4 separate regions of the Mus musculus genome follow, and all the other regions are linked to region 2. The links are chromatin contacts, called in public Hi-C, HiChIP or PLAC-seq and promoter capture Hi-C maps. All regions are on one chromosome and are shown on one strand. The core of a region is the stretch at or near the end of the contact, and the rest is flanking DNA. Distances in the headings are between cores, read along the strand shown.

Evidence for each region. Promoter capture Hi-C pulls out the DNA fragments that hold promoters and counts their contacts. A called contact is a pair of places that touch in the nucleus more often than the background predicts. HiChIP or PLAC-seq counts read pairs in DNA pulled down with a chosen protein or histone mark.
Region 1: a promoter capture Hi-C map of hematopoietic stem and progenitor cells shows a contact between it and region 2, with 4 times the contacts expected there. The contact joins the enhancer-like site here to the promoter of F3 in region 2. A contact is called at or near these places in 7 of 39 promoter capture datasets (the HPC-7 cell line, cranial neural crest, epiblast stem cells and 4 more), 2 of 484 Hi-C or Micro-C datasets (the G1E-ER4 cell line and nephron progenitors), 10 of 115 datasets of contacts at active chromatin or transcription factors (astrocytes, bone marrow-derived macrophages, embryonic basal ganglia and 4 more) and 2 of 9 other capture datasets (liver and pancreatic islet).
Region 3: a contact with region 2 is called in a Hi-C map of muscle stem cells, with 1.9 times the contacts expected there. The contact joins the enhancer-like site here to the promoter of F3 in region 2. A contact is called at or near these places in 2 of 39 promoter capture datasets (cranial neural crest and liver), 1 of 484 Hi-C or Micro-C datasets (muscle stem cells), 2 of 115 datasets of contacts at active chromatin or transcription factors (embryonic stem cells and pancreatic cancer cells) and 2 of 9 other capture datasets (liver and pancreatic islet).
Region 4: a contact with region 2 is called in an HNF4G HiChIP or PLAC-seq map of pancreatic cancer cells. The contact joins the enhancer-like site here to the promoter of F3 in region 2. A contact is called at or near these places in 5 of 39 promoter capture datasets (cranial neural crest, hematopoietic stem and progenitor cells, liver and 1 more) and 3 of 115 datasets of contacts at active chromatin or transcription factors (embryonic stem cells, pancreatic cancer cells and stem cell-derived neural progenitor cells).

What each region holds. Positions count from the first base shown.
Region 1 is chr3:121,329,001-121,331,700 of GRCm38.p6, reverse strand. The region is part of intron 3 of Alg14 (asparagine-linked glycosylation 14); the gene reads right to left. Among named protein-coding and RNA genes, the nearest start is that of Gm33310, 17 kb to the left of the region's middle. Within about 2 kb of position 1,325, at least 112 of the 459 cell types and tissues checked have an H3K27ac peak or open chromatin away from gene starts, as enhancers often do. A contact at or near this core is called in the HPC-7 cell line, astrocytes, bone marrow-derived macrophages and 4 more, where this site is marked.
Region 2 is chr3:121,722,110-121,724,813 of GRCm38.p6, reverse strand. It overlaps F3 (coagulation factor III), which reads right to left and starts at 1,277. Exons shown (of 6, transcript NM_010171.3): 1 at 1,012-1,277. The coding sequence starts at 1,099.
Region 3 is chr3:121,446,723-121,449,422 of GRCm38.p6, reverse strand. The region is part of intron 1 of Cnn3 (calponin 3, acidic); the gene reads right to left. Among named protein-coding and RNA genes, the nearest start is that of Cnn3, 22 kb to the right of the region's middle. Within about 2 kb of position 1,277, at least 75 of the 459 cell types and tissues checked have an H3K27ac peak or open chromatin away from gene starts, as enhancers often do. A contact at or near this core is called in liver, muscle stem cells and pancreatic islet, where this site is marked.
Region 4 is chr3:121,370,701-121,373,472 of GRCm38.p6, reverse strand. Gm33363 (a long non-coding RNA gene) reads right to left here. Exons shown (of 4, transcript XR_867593.1): 2 at 1-72. Among named protein-coding and RNA genes, the nearest start is that of Gm33363, 3.0 kb to the right of the region's middle. Within about 2 kb of position 1,417, at least 56 of the 459 cell types and tissues checked have an H3K27ac peak or open chromatin away from gene starts, as enhancers often do. A contact at or near this core is called in pancreatic cancer cells, where this site is marked.

The DNA of each region.
Region 1 (2,700 bases), core at 76-2,575, 390 kb after region 2:
CATCAAAAATGTATCAAAAAGAAAGGATGGACAGAAGGAAGGGGAGGGAGGGAGGGAGGAATCCTTAGAGAAACTCCAGGGACTAATTCAGAGGGAGCCACAGTTTGCCAAGGAACAGTTACACAGTTACACACTCTACTATTCTATCCTTTCTACCCGCCCCCGCCCCCCCCCACAACTGTAAGCAGTCACTACACAGCTGCAGTAGGTGCTAGCAATTTCTCCTTCCTGTCCCCCTTCTATCCAACCTCTCACCTCGGGTACTAGCTGAACTCCAACATGCTCTGAACACCTTAATAGGTTCTCAGGTAGCCAAGCTGAGTGCTGCTTTTACCCTTCCTTAAAGAGCCACAGTCTGTCTGTCCTCAGATCGGTACAAGTTCCCCTCTGCTCCCATACGGGCTCTGGTGACAGTCTGCATCAGCCCCTCTAGAAGCTCCACTACATCTGCCATCAGCTGTGCAAGCCCGCTCCCTCCCTTCTTCTTAACCAAGAGCAGAGGAGGATGGTTAAAAGTCCAGAAAAAGAACCACCTTCCTGAATTGAAACTATGTCTGAATACAGCTGATGGCGCTCAGGGACCTTTTTAGGTGGGAAGAGCCAGACTGCCTGGAAGACTTACTTGTGCATTTGAGGTCATTTTCAAACACTTCCTCCCTCTCTTCCACACTCTGCTCTCAAGTAGCCACTAGCACTTCCCACCTTCCTGTCCACAAGGACAGCTCTCTCCCAGGCTCATGATCTCTGACCACACGTCTGTTCCTTCTTGGAAAGCAGTGCGTTCTCGCCCGCGTGTGCACACATTTGTGCACACCATGTGCAAGCAGGTGCTTGTGGAGGCTAGAAGAAGACATCGGATCCCTGGAAGAGTAGTTACAAGTGATTATGAGCTGCCTGGTAATGGGCACTGGGACCCCCAGGTCTGTTCCTCTAGAAGAGCAGCCAGTTCTAACCACTGAGCTTCTCAGCTCCACACTTTCCCTTTTCTTCTAACTTTAGCTGGCTTTTTCTACTGCAGTTGTACTGCCACCTTAAGAAAATACACTAGCTTTCCCCTTTGAAAGGAGGAGGCACCATCAGGCCCATGTCTAACATGTGCCTAACAGGCAGGAAGAGCAACAGCTCAGAGAGAGATGCAAGCGAAGCCAGCTGAGGGATGGAAACGGCAGACAACGTGCTGGATTCTGCAGAGGAAAAAGGCAATGCTTGCCAAGTGGAAAAAGGATCAACTTAGAAAGAAAACTTATTTCAAACGTCAGAGTCCTTCCTTGAATAGGGAAGTAACAACAGTTCAAAGCAGCCGCCAGTCAGCCATAGCCTTACTTTGACACCGATTCTGTTCTGAGCCCTCTCACAATGTGAAACAGAAACTGTAAGCTTAAATTAAATGCTCGATGTGTGGGCAGAGTGGCTACAGACTCACCCAGCCAGAGTGTCAGTGTTGTTGGTAACTCAACTATGAATCTGTTAGTCCTAAGGATACTTGAGAGGATCCACACATCCAGTGGACTCTGCTCACTACAGAACTTGTTAGAAACATGTATGTCCGTGGGAAGGTTGCATATGTGACAGACAGCAAGCAGGGAGAGAGGAATATTATTATCTTCATGTATTACAGATGACTGGGCAGGAGAGGAAACGCAACTGAAGAAAACTAAACAAGTGGTTTTCAAAATGATCTCGTTTATCCTGCACACGGAGCAGAGGACAGTGTGATAGAATCCTTTCTGTTTGGATTGGCTTGGAAAGGCTTATGCTTAGCTCCACTTACAGACAGGCAAGCGGGTAAGGCAGACAAGCTTCGCGCTCTGAGCTGCCGCACTGCTAGCCCGGCAGGCACGTGGGCCTGAGGGAGCCTCTTCCTTTCATGGGGAAAGCTAGTGCATGTTCTTAAGGGAGCAGAATGACTACAGTCGAAATGAAACCTGAAAGTGGAAGAAAAATAAACAGCTCTGTGATTTGGACTTTACTTGGTTCTGGCTGAGAAGTCCCTCCTTCTAATAATGTGTTTGCCTGCACACACTATGCACATATATGCCTGTCTAAACAAGGCGACTTGAAACCTATGACACCACCTCAGGCATCGGGCTACCCATAAGCTCCGTTTTGGACAATGTGATAACTTCCTCTGCCAACAGTAATCTGTCCATTCAAATACATTTCCACTTCACCCAGTACAAAAAAATGGAGAGTCTAGCCGGGTGTGGTGGCGCACGCCTTTAATCCCAGCACTTGGGAGGCAGAGGCAGGTGGATTTCTGAGTTCAAGGCCAGCCTGGTCTACAGAGTGAGTTCCAGGACAGCCAGGGCTACACAAGAGAAACCCTGTCTCGAAAAACAAAAACAAAAACAAAAAAACCCAAAAAAACAAAAAAACAAAAACCAAAGGAGAGTCTAATCCAGTGCAAACAGGTTTTAGGTGCATGACCAGTAAGGCAAAGCTGCAATCTCAGGTGGCTTTTAAGGAGAATCCCCCTATTTGTCATCTCATGCCTCTGCATAGTGGTGTGTACCTATGCTTAAAAGCAGATGCATTATGGGAACAGATGTGTGCAATAAAAAAATTATTATTATTATTATTATTTTGAGACAGGGTTTCTCTGTGTAGCCTTCACTGTCCTGGAACTCACTCTGTAGACCAGGCTAGCCTCAAACTCAGAAATCCACCTGCCTCTGTAGAGAAATTATTGTAAGACCTAAT
Region 2 (2,704 bases), core at 28-2,527:
GTGTGTGTGTGTGTGTGTACGTGTCCTTCCCCCCACGCCCCATCCCCGCCCTCAGGGCCATATAGTCCTCTAGGCAACACCCATACTGCAATCCGTGGAAAGAGCTGAAGATCCTGAAGTCCTCCTTTAAACTATTCCAGGGAAAGCCCACTTTAAAACGACACAGAAGGAGGGCCCAAGGTGCCAGAGAGTCCCGGACTCTTCCGAAGCCGTCGGAGAGGCCGCAAGGAAGGGTTTGAATAAATTCCAAACAGGGCTAGTCCCCCACACACGTGAGAGTCAGGAATGCACATAAACGAAAAAAAAAAAAAAGAGTCTAACCGGACTTTTCCCATTGTAATCTAAAATATCTTTACACTGAAATTCTCAAGGAGAGCTCGTCAGACGTGCAGCCCACGTGGCACCTGTCACATGGTGGGATGCTATTCCATTAAAGTGCTGTCATCAACGTCTCGTTTTGCAAGCCCCCTGGTTTCAGCCTCTGCCTCAACTCAGCACTGGGTAGATGTGGGTATGCACTCTGTCTTGCCTGAGTTTACAACAGCCTTGCTTCTATCAGACCGAAACCAAAGGCCACAAGAACACCTATTTATTACGGGAAGGCGCACACCTTGTCAGAGATAACATGCAAGCCACGCAAAGCGCAAAGCACGCCGACTTTGGCAAAGGCGGGCCCACGAGCCTGCCACCTTCAAGGGCCCAACATCTAGGAAACTCTCCCTCAGAGTTAAAGCTGGAATCTCAGTTTTATCTTATGCAACCGCGGTGGACGCACAAAGCAGGCATCTTTAGCAGTGACAACTGCCAGGAGTCCGGGCACCAACTACCTTCCATCCCATTGTTCATTCAAATCCTCAGGGCGAGCGCAGCCAAATCCACAGGTACAGCCGGACACCTTGGTGTCCCCAAGGAACCAGAGCAGCACCCCCCCTCCCCCCCCAGCTAGCCAGATAGGTTCTCTGTTTCCCGCGGGCGGAGCGCCCCCGGCTTCTCAGGACCAATGCCACTCACCTGCACCCGCGGTCACCTGGAGGAGGAGGCAGCCGAGAAACGTGGGCGCGAGAGCCGCTAGGAGGCGCGGGCGCACGAGGATCGCCATGTCCAAGGGCTGGAGGCGAGGTCTCGGGGCTTCAGCGGCGGCGCGTTGGCTACGCTACAGGAGCGATCGGAGGGAGCGAGTGATGGGTACCGGCTGTACCCAGGCTGCCGGGGTCGGCGCGGGGTGCGTTATAAAGGGCCGCGCGGACACCGGCTCCTCTCCACCCCGCGCCGCCTCCGCCGAAGCTCGCGACTCCCCGCCCCCCGGCCCGGGTCACTCGCTTTCGCGGTGGGCGGCTCCCGATCAGTCCACACCCCTGCCCCGCCCACTCCCCTCCTGTAGGAAACTCCGAGACCCCGAAAGGGGTGACTCAACCGTGATTCAACAGCGCCGCGGAGCACCGAGCTGCCCCTTCGGCGCAGGCGGATCCAGGTACTGCGGAGACCCAGGCTCCCGGGCTGATCCCTGGATGACCAGCCTGGGTGGCTGGCTGGGGAGAAAGGAGTGTCATTGAAGGGACTTAAGTTGAAAGTCAAGGGAGTCTTACTTTTCCTCTGCTTTCGATGTACGCTGAGGCCCTAGCAGAGGATGTATCAAAGCCCCTGGACCACTCCTGGTAGCAGAGGGCAGTTCCAAAGCCCTGCCTGAACACGCAGTGGCTAGCAGATCATTCTGTCAGTCCCTTTGGTCCGCTGCACAGGGCGGTGCAGTAAATGCACGTGTCTGCCATGGACAAGGGCCCTGGATTAGGTCTAAAGGCCACTTGGCACCCCACTCCCGTTCCCGAGGTGACCGAGGAACTGCAACATGAAGCCTGAGAGAATTTGAGCGTGACTTCTGTAGCCACGGGGGTTCCAGGAAGGATGATTCTCACGTTGAGGAAGCCCGCAGTGGGTTTGAGTGAATTCCTCCAAAGCGCAGAAAAACAAAAAATGAAACTGAAAAATAAACATTCGGACGTTCCAATTTGTGTTTTCCCTTCCTGGATGCTGGGAATGGACCCAGGAGCCCACCTCTGTCACTGAGCCTAGTGGCAGCCAGGTGTCACTTGCAAGCTTTGGGTTTTCTTCATTTATTTCCTGGCCTCCTGTTCTAGGCTTTGCCGTGACGTTGTTGAAGCCTTAGACGATCACTTATCCTACTGGTAGCATTTGCTCGACAGTGTATCAAACGATTTCTTGTCACTCCTGGTTGACTGTCCAGTTTATCCCTTCTTTTCCAATTTCCCTAATTCTGCGACCCTTTAACACAGCTCCTCATATTGTAGTGATCCCAACCATAAAATTATTTTTATTGCTACTTCATAACTGTAATTTTGCTACGGTTATGAACTGTAATGTAAATATCTGTGTCTTTGGATGCTTTGTACAATCTTCCTTCCTTCCTTCCTTCCTTCCTTCCTTCCTTCCTTTCTTCCTTCCTTTTTTACTTTCCTTGAGTAAAGTCAAACTTGGGTCCACCTTGTAGGCTCTGAGAAGTGTAAAGAGTAACTAAGCTGTCGTCCCACTCACAGTAGCTTTTGATTAGGCTTCCTGCTTATGTCTGAGAATGGACAGGGCAGAACCTCTTAGATAGCCTTCTACAATACCAATCTTGAGGTCAGCTGGTCCGTGTGCTCACTGGCCTAAGTACACAATGTAGCTCTATCTGGTCCTCTACTCCAGG
Region 3 (2,700 bases), core at 28-2,527, 280 kb after region 2:
ACAATACGTATACTTTTAAACATACATTTTTAAAAACAGTTCTCAGGACTTAAAAAAACTACCTTTGAATTTCACAACAATACCATAAACCTAACCCCCATCCCCCCTTTTTTTTTTCTTTTGTTTTTTTTTTTTTTTTGAGACAGGGTTTCTCTGTGTATCCATTGCTGTCCTGGAACTCACTCTGTAGACCAGGCTGGCCTCGAACTCAGAAATCCGCCTGCCTCTGCCTCCCGAGTGCTGGGATTAAAAGGCCTGTGCCACCACTGCCCAGCCACTCTAAACTTTTAAAAAAGTGGAACAAATATTTTAAAACGGCATGCAGCACACCTTTAATCCCAGCTCAGTAGGCAGAGGCAAGTGGATCTTGGGAGACTGAGGCCAGTCTGGTCTACAGAGTGAGTTCCAGAACAGCCAGGGCTGGCAGCTGGAGGCGAGGCGAGATCATGTACTCTTGCCTTTTCATTCAGCACAGCTAAAAATGCCAAGCAGACACACTTAGGCTGAGCCCAGGGGCTAGATAGGAGCTTGGGCATCAATTACTAAACTGTCAGAAATGGAAATGAAGAGCGGGGATGTCTGCTCGCCATAAAACATAATTAGGCTTAATTACTGAGCCAGGCACATCACTACATTGCTCAGGGGGAGGTCCCTGGAGTTCAGGTCTAACTAGCCTGGCAGGACACAAGCACAGCTACGGAGGAGGGCTTGAGGCTGCATGTGTGTCGTGGGTCATCAGGGCCAGTGTGGACAGGTAAGAAGCTGGCGAGCTTATGTCTAACAACGAAGGTCAGCAGAGTCTTAAAAAGAAATGAGCTCAACTGACCACACTTGACTGTGGTTCCTCTTCAGTAGACAGGACACGACAATGGCCGCTTTTCATGTCTTCCCTCAAGGTGAACAAAGATGTCATTTCTCACGTCAAATAAACGAAAGAGTCACACTCCTCTTGTAGGCTCATGAAAGCTTTCAGATAGCCCCGGAAAAGTGTCAGAGCTGCTGGCGCTGGCAGGTGCCTCCCCTCCCCCATCACCAAGGGGCGGCTCCGCTGAAGTAAACATGATTTCAGGGATTACTGTGTCCCCTTCACACTCCATTACCCATAATTAGAGAAACGGGAATGGATAATGGATAATTTACTTCAGCTGTGTGTTTGCTTAACCAGGATTACAAAAGGAAACCCAACAGGTTTCTATTGTGAGACAGCACTTCAGAGTTTCGGATCAAATCCAGCCTGGAGGCGAGTTCATACCACAGTGTAAGGTACACCCGTGCGCAGCAAGGTCCCTGCTCTTGTACCCTCAGTCCTTGGGAAGGTCTCCTTTTATTCCATACCAGCGAGGGTCACTCTGGGCTGAGTGGGGAGCAGGAAGTATGGATAGTGACGACTCTGGGAGGGACAAGAAGGAAGCAGCAACTACTCGCCTACTCAGATAATCTGTCTCCTCCAACACAGCAAGCGGGTCCATTTCTGTATGACACCTCTCTGCCCTCGCTGTCTTCACTAGGAGCCTAACTTCTGATCCAGTCAGTTCCTGTCTGCACAGCAGCAAGACTGACTTCAAGCAAGACTGACTGAGTTCACTAAGTTCCTTCTAGTTGTCTACAACTAGAACCATCAAGATCTGCAGACTCGGGGCTGGAGTGATTGGCTCAGCAGTTAAGACCACCGGCTGCTCTTCCAGAGGTTCTGAGTTCAATTCCTAGCAACCCCATGGTGGCTCACAACCATCTGTAATGTGAACTGATGCCCTCCTCTGGTGCGTCTGAGGACAGCTACAGTGTACTAATATACATAAAAATTAATAAATCTTAAAAAAAAATAGCCGGGCGTGGTGGCGCACGCCTTTAATCCCAGCACTTGGGAGGCAGAGGCAGGTGGATTTCTGAGTTCGAGGCCAGCCTGGTCTACAGAGTGAGTTCCAGAACAGCCAGGGCTATACAGAGAAAACTTGTCTCGAAAATCAAAAACAAAACAAAACAAAACAAAACAAAACAAAACAAAACAACCCTGCAGACACATGGTGACAGCCATATACTGGGGTAAAACACTCATACACATTAAAAATTACATCTAAAATAAATAAATAAATAAATAAGTGTTGCGAAGTTGCGATCCCAGCTCAAGACGACAGAGGCAAGTGGAGTTAGGTGACATAAAGCCAATGTGAGCTACATGGTGGGATGCAGGTGGAAAATATCCTTTTGCTTTTTCAAATATAGAGATGAATCTGTTACAGGGGATATTCTTTGCAGGACTGTGGGGATAGCTTTTAAAAATCATCTTTTATTAGTATGTGTGTGTATGCATGATGTGGGGGGGGGGGTGTTGTCAGACAACAATTCAGAATTCTCTCCTTCCCCCTTGGTTTTGAGGCAGGGTCTCTCTTGTTTCTATAGATAGTACAGAGGTCAAGTGGAGCTGCCCTGTAACACAGGGACAGCCTCACCTAGATACCGCAGAATATTTTTAACAGCCAAACACCAGGTATGAAATACCTCTTTTTACTGATATAGAAACCATACACACACACACACACACACACACACACACCCAGACATTATAGGTTATTGCCAGTCTTCTTGGCTACCCCCTAAAATTTGATGCTAAGCCCTAAAGACGCAACATAGAACATGGGGTAAGTCATAGAACACGGAAGAATCAAGCTGGCACTGACTGGAAGTCAGTCTCCTACTGGG
Region 4 (2,772 bases), core at 168-2,667, 350 kb after region 2:
TCCAGTGAGCCATCCCCCAGTCCTGCAGTTTGGGCGTTCATCACCAGCAGTCCCATCGTTAGCTATATTTCCCTAGAGATTGCAAATGTATTTCATGAAAACAAACAAACAAACCACAATATTCACAACATCATTACATAAAACAGCCCCAAACCAGGAATTACTGAAATGTCCGTCAACTATTAAATGGGTAAATGAAATGTGCCAGGTAGAGACAGACAATGGAATATTATTCAATCGATAAAAGGAATGGAATAGGGACTAGGGAGATGGCTCAGTCAAATGTGCTTGTCATGTAAGGATGAAGGCCAGAGGTCAGGCTCCCAGCGCCCATGTGATAAATCAGGCATAGCAGCATGTTCCTGCAGTACAGTTCAGGGTTAGGGGCAGCAGAGAGATGCTGATCAACAGAACTTGCTGGCCAGCCAGTCTATCTCTACCAGTAAACTCAAATTCAGTGAAAAAAACCACATCTCAAAGAATAAGATGGAGGGTGACTGAGAAGGACATTGTACTTCAGTATGTATAGTTACATGCACTCATGAGTGTGTACATACCCTATACCACACACATACACACCATACACTACCACACACACACACGCACACATGCACTGTATTCTATCAGTGAAACTTGAAAATACTATGTTAAGTGAAAGAAGCTAGTAACAAAAGACAAATAAATCCTTCTTATAAATGACCAATCCACAGAGAGAAATTGGGCCAGCAGAATCCGAGGGCAGTGGAAGGTGACATGGAAGAGTTACTTCTAACACATGTGAGTTATGTGTGTCTGGAATTCGTAATCATGGTCATACAACTGTGAATGTACTAAAACCCACTGAACTACACATGGGTGGATTTTATGTGAATTATATCCCAGTGGAAACCACTATGGCCAGCATGGAATAACTTGCTCCTTCAAGCTCAGTAAAGTGGTCTCATTTTTAATCACACCAGCATGGCCTCTCCTGCCCCCTGGGCCAGTGTGACGGAAATGTACTAGACTTTTTTTTCTTTTTTTTCCAGACAAGGTCTCACTATGTAGGCCTGGCTCTCCTGGAACTCCCTATGTAGAACAAAGAGACTGGCCTCAAACTCGCAGAGATCCCATGCCTCTGCCTCTCAAGTGCTGGGGTCAAAGGCATGCACCATGTCTGGCATTATAGTTTTCAAATTGGTCTTTTACGCCTCAGCTTCTCTCTTCCCTCTGAACTGTCTTTTCCTGAATTTGAGGTCCTTAGCTACTTGGAACACACCTGAAGTGACATTTGCACTCAGAGTCCTGATATGATCACTCTCTGGAAGAGTGAACCCAGCCACACTGCAGAGGAACTCAAGGCTCACGGATGGGCAGGCTGTGCGTAGACACCGTGTTGACAGATCTTAGTACAAACTTGAGTCATGGTGCTTCAGGCCTTGGATCTTCGAGCTGAGCCTGTTGAGTCACTCCTAGCCCTTTTAGTGTCCTCCACCCCCCTGTCTCCCCACTGAAGCTCAGACACCATGAAGCTGAAGAAGCCTTTCCTTCTAGACCCTGTGAAGTGCTGACCCACAGAGTCTGTGGGCTTCATTAAATGATGCTTGTTTCCCACCGCTAATTTGTAAATTGATGCAGAGCAACAGGTAATTAGGGCCGGAAATACAGCTAAGTCTAATGTGTGCATGGTTTCCAGCCTGGCACTGCAAATAAAATGAAAAGCTAACTGGAAAAATAACTTTCAGAAGAAGCCAGTTTCTCCAAGTTCGGTTACTTTGGCTTACTATTAAAAGAGGAAGCAATCTCTTGCCCCCAAGGCGAATGGAAGATGTGCTCCTACATCAGGAGAGGAACAGGATTTTTCTCTTCCCCTCCTTGGGTTGGCCTCATGTCACAGTGAAAGAGAAACCAGTGGATGCTTGGAAATCTTTTAACCATATGCAGATGAATAAGCAAATGGCTGGACTCGAATCCTAATCTCTTTTCCTTTCCTGTGGAGCTGAGATTTTTGTTTCCACTCTTAAACTGGAGCCTTTGAAACAGAAGTCATGTGTCTCTTAACATGACGATTAGCAGCAAGAATGTGAAAAAGGAGATAGCCAGGAAGTGTGAAGCCTTAATTAACACCCAAGTCATTTGCCTGAAAGCAAGAACAATGTTTTTGGCAGGGAAGTATGAAATCAGCTTTTCTGTCTATTTGGAACTCTCAAAGCCCACCCCCCACCTTAGTCTTTTAAAATATTGATTTCACGTTTAATGACTTTATAAAAAGAACTTTAAAAAAGTTTTCAGCCTGGCTCCCGTGACTGAGACATGGTCATCTTCTGTAAGAATTTGGGGGGGGGGGCTCGCCCCATTTCAGGGCCCCATGTGGCTGCAGACCCTCTGGAGATACAAATACTGGCTAGAATAAAACTGAAGAAAAGCCAAGCAACAGCAGGAGGGATGGAAGAGGCTGGAACGGCAGGCTCTTGTCTCTTCTCAAAAAGAGGGGGTGTGGGGGGAGATGGCTTCGTTCTTCGTTCAAGAGAAGGGAAGGGAAAGAAGACAGTTTATGGAAATACTATACACAGAGCTGTCCGGGAGACGTCGACAAATCAAAAGCCCAAACCAGTCCTTATCCGGTCCCAACCTAGTAGGCAGATTAAAAGAGGCTCAGTTCTCAAACTGATTTTTCCTGAATTATCTGGGCCTAAGATCATGCAGAGTATGTGAACGGGCCTGAGCCATGGTCACCGACAGTCCACAAGCATGCAGGCTGAGCCAATAGAGGCCAGACAGACAGAGCGAGAC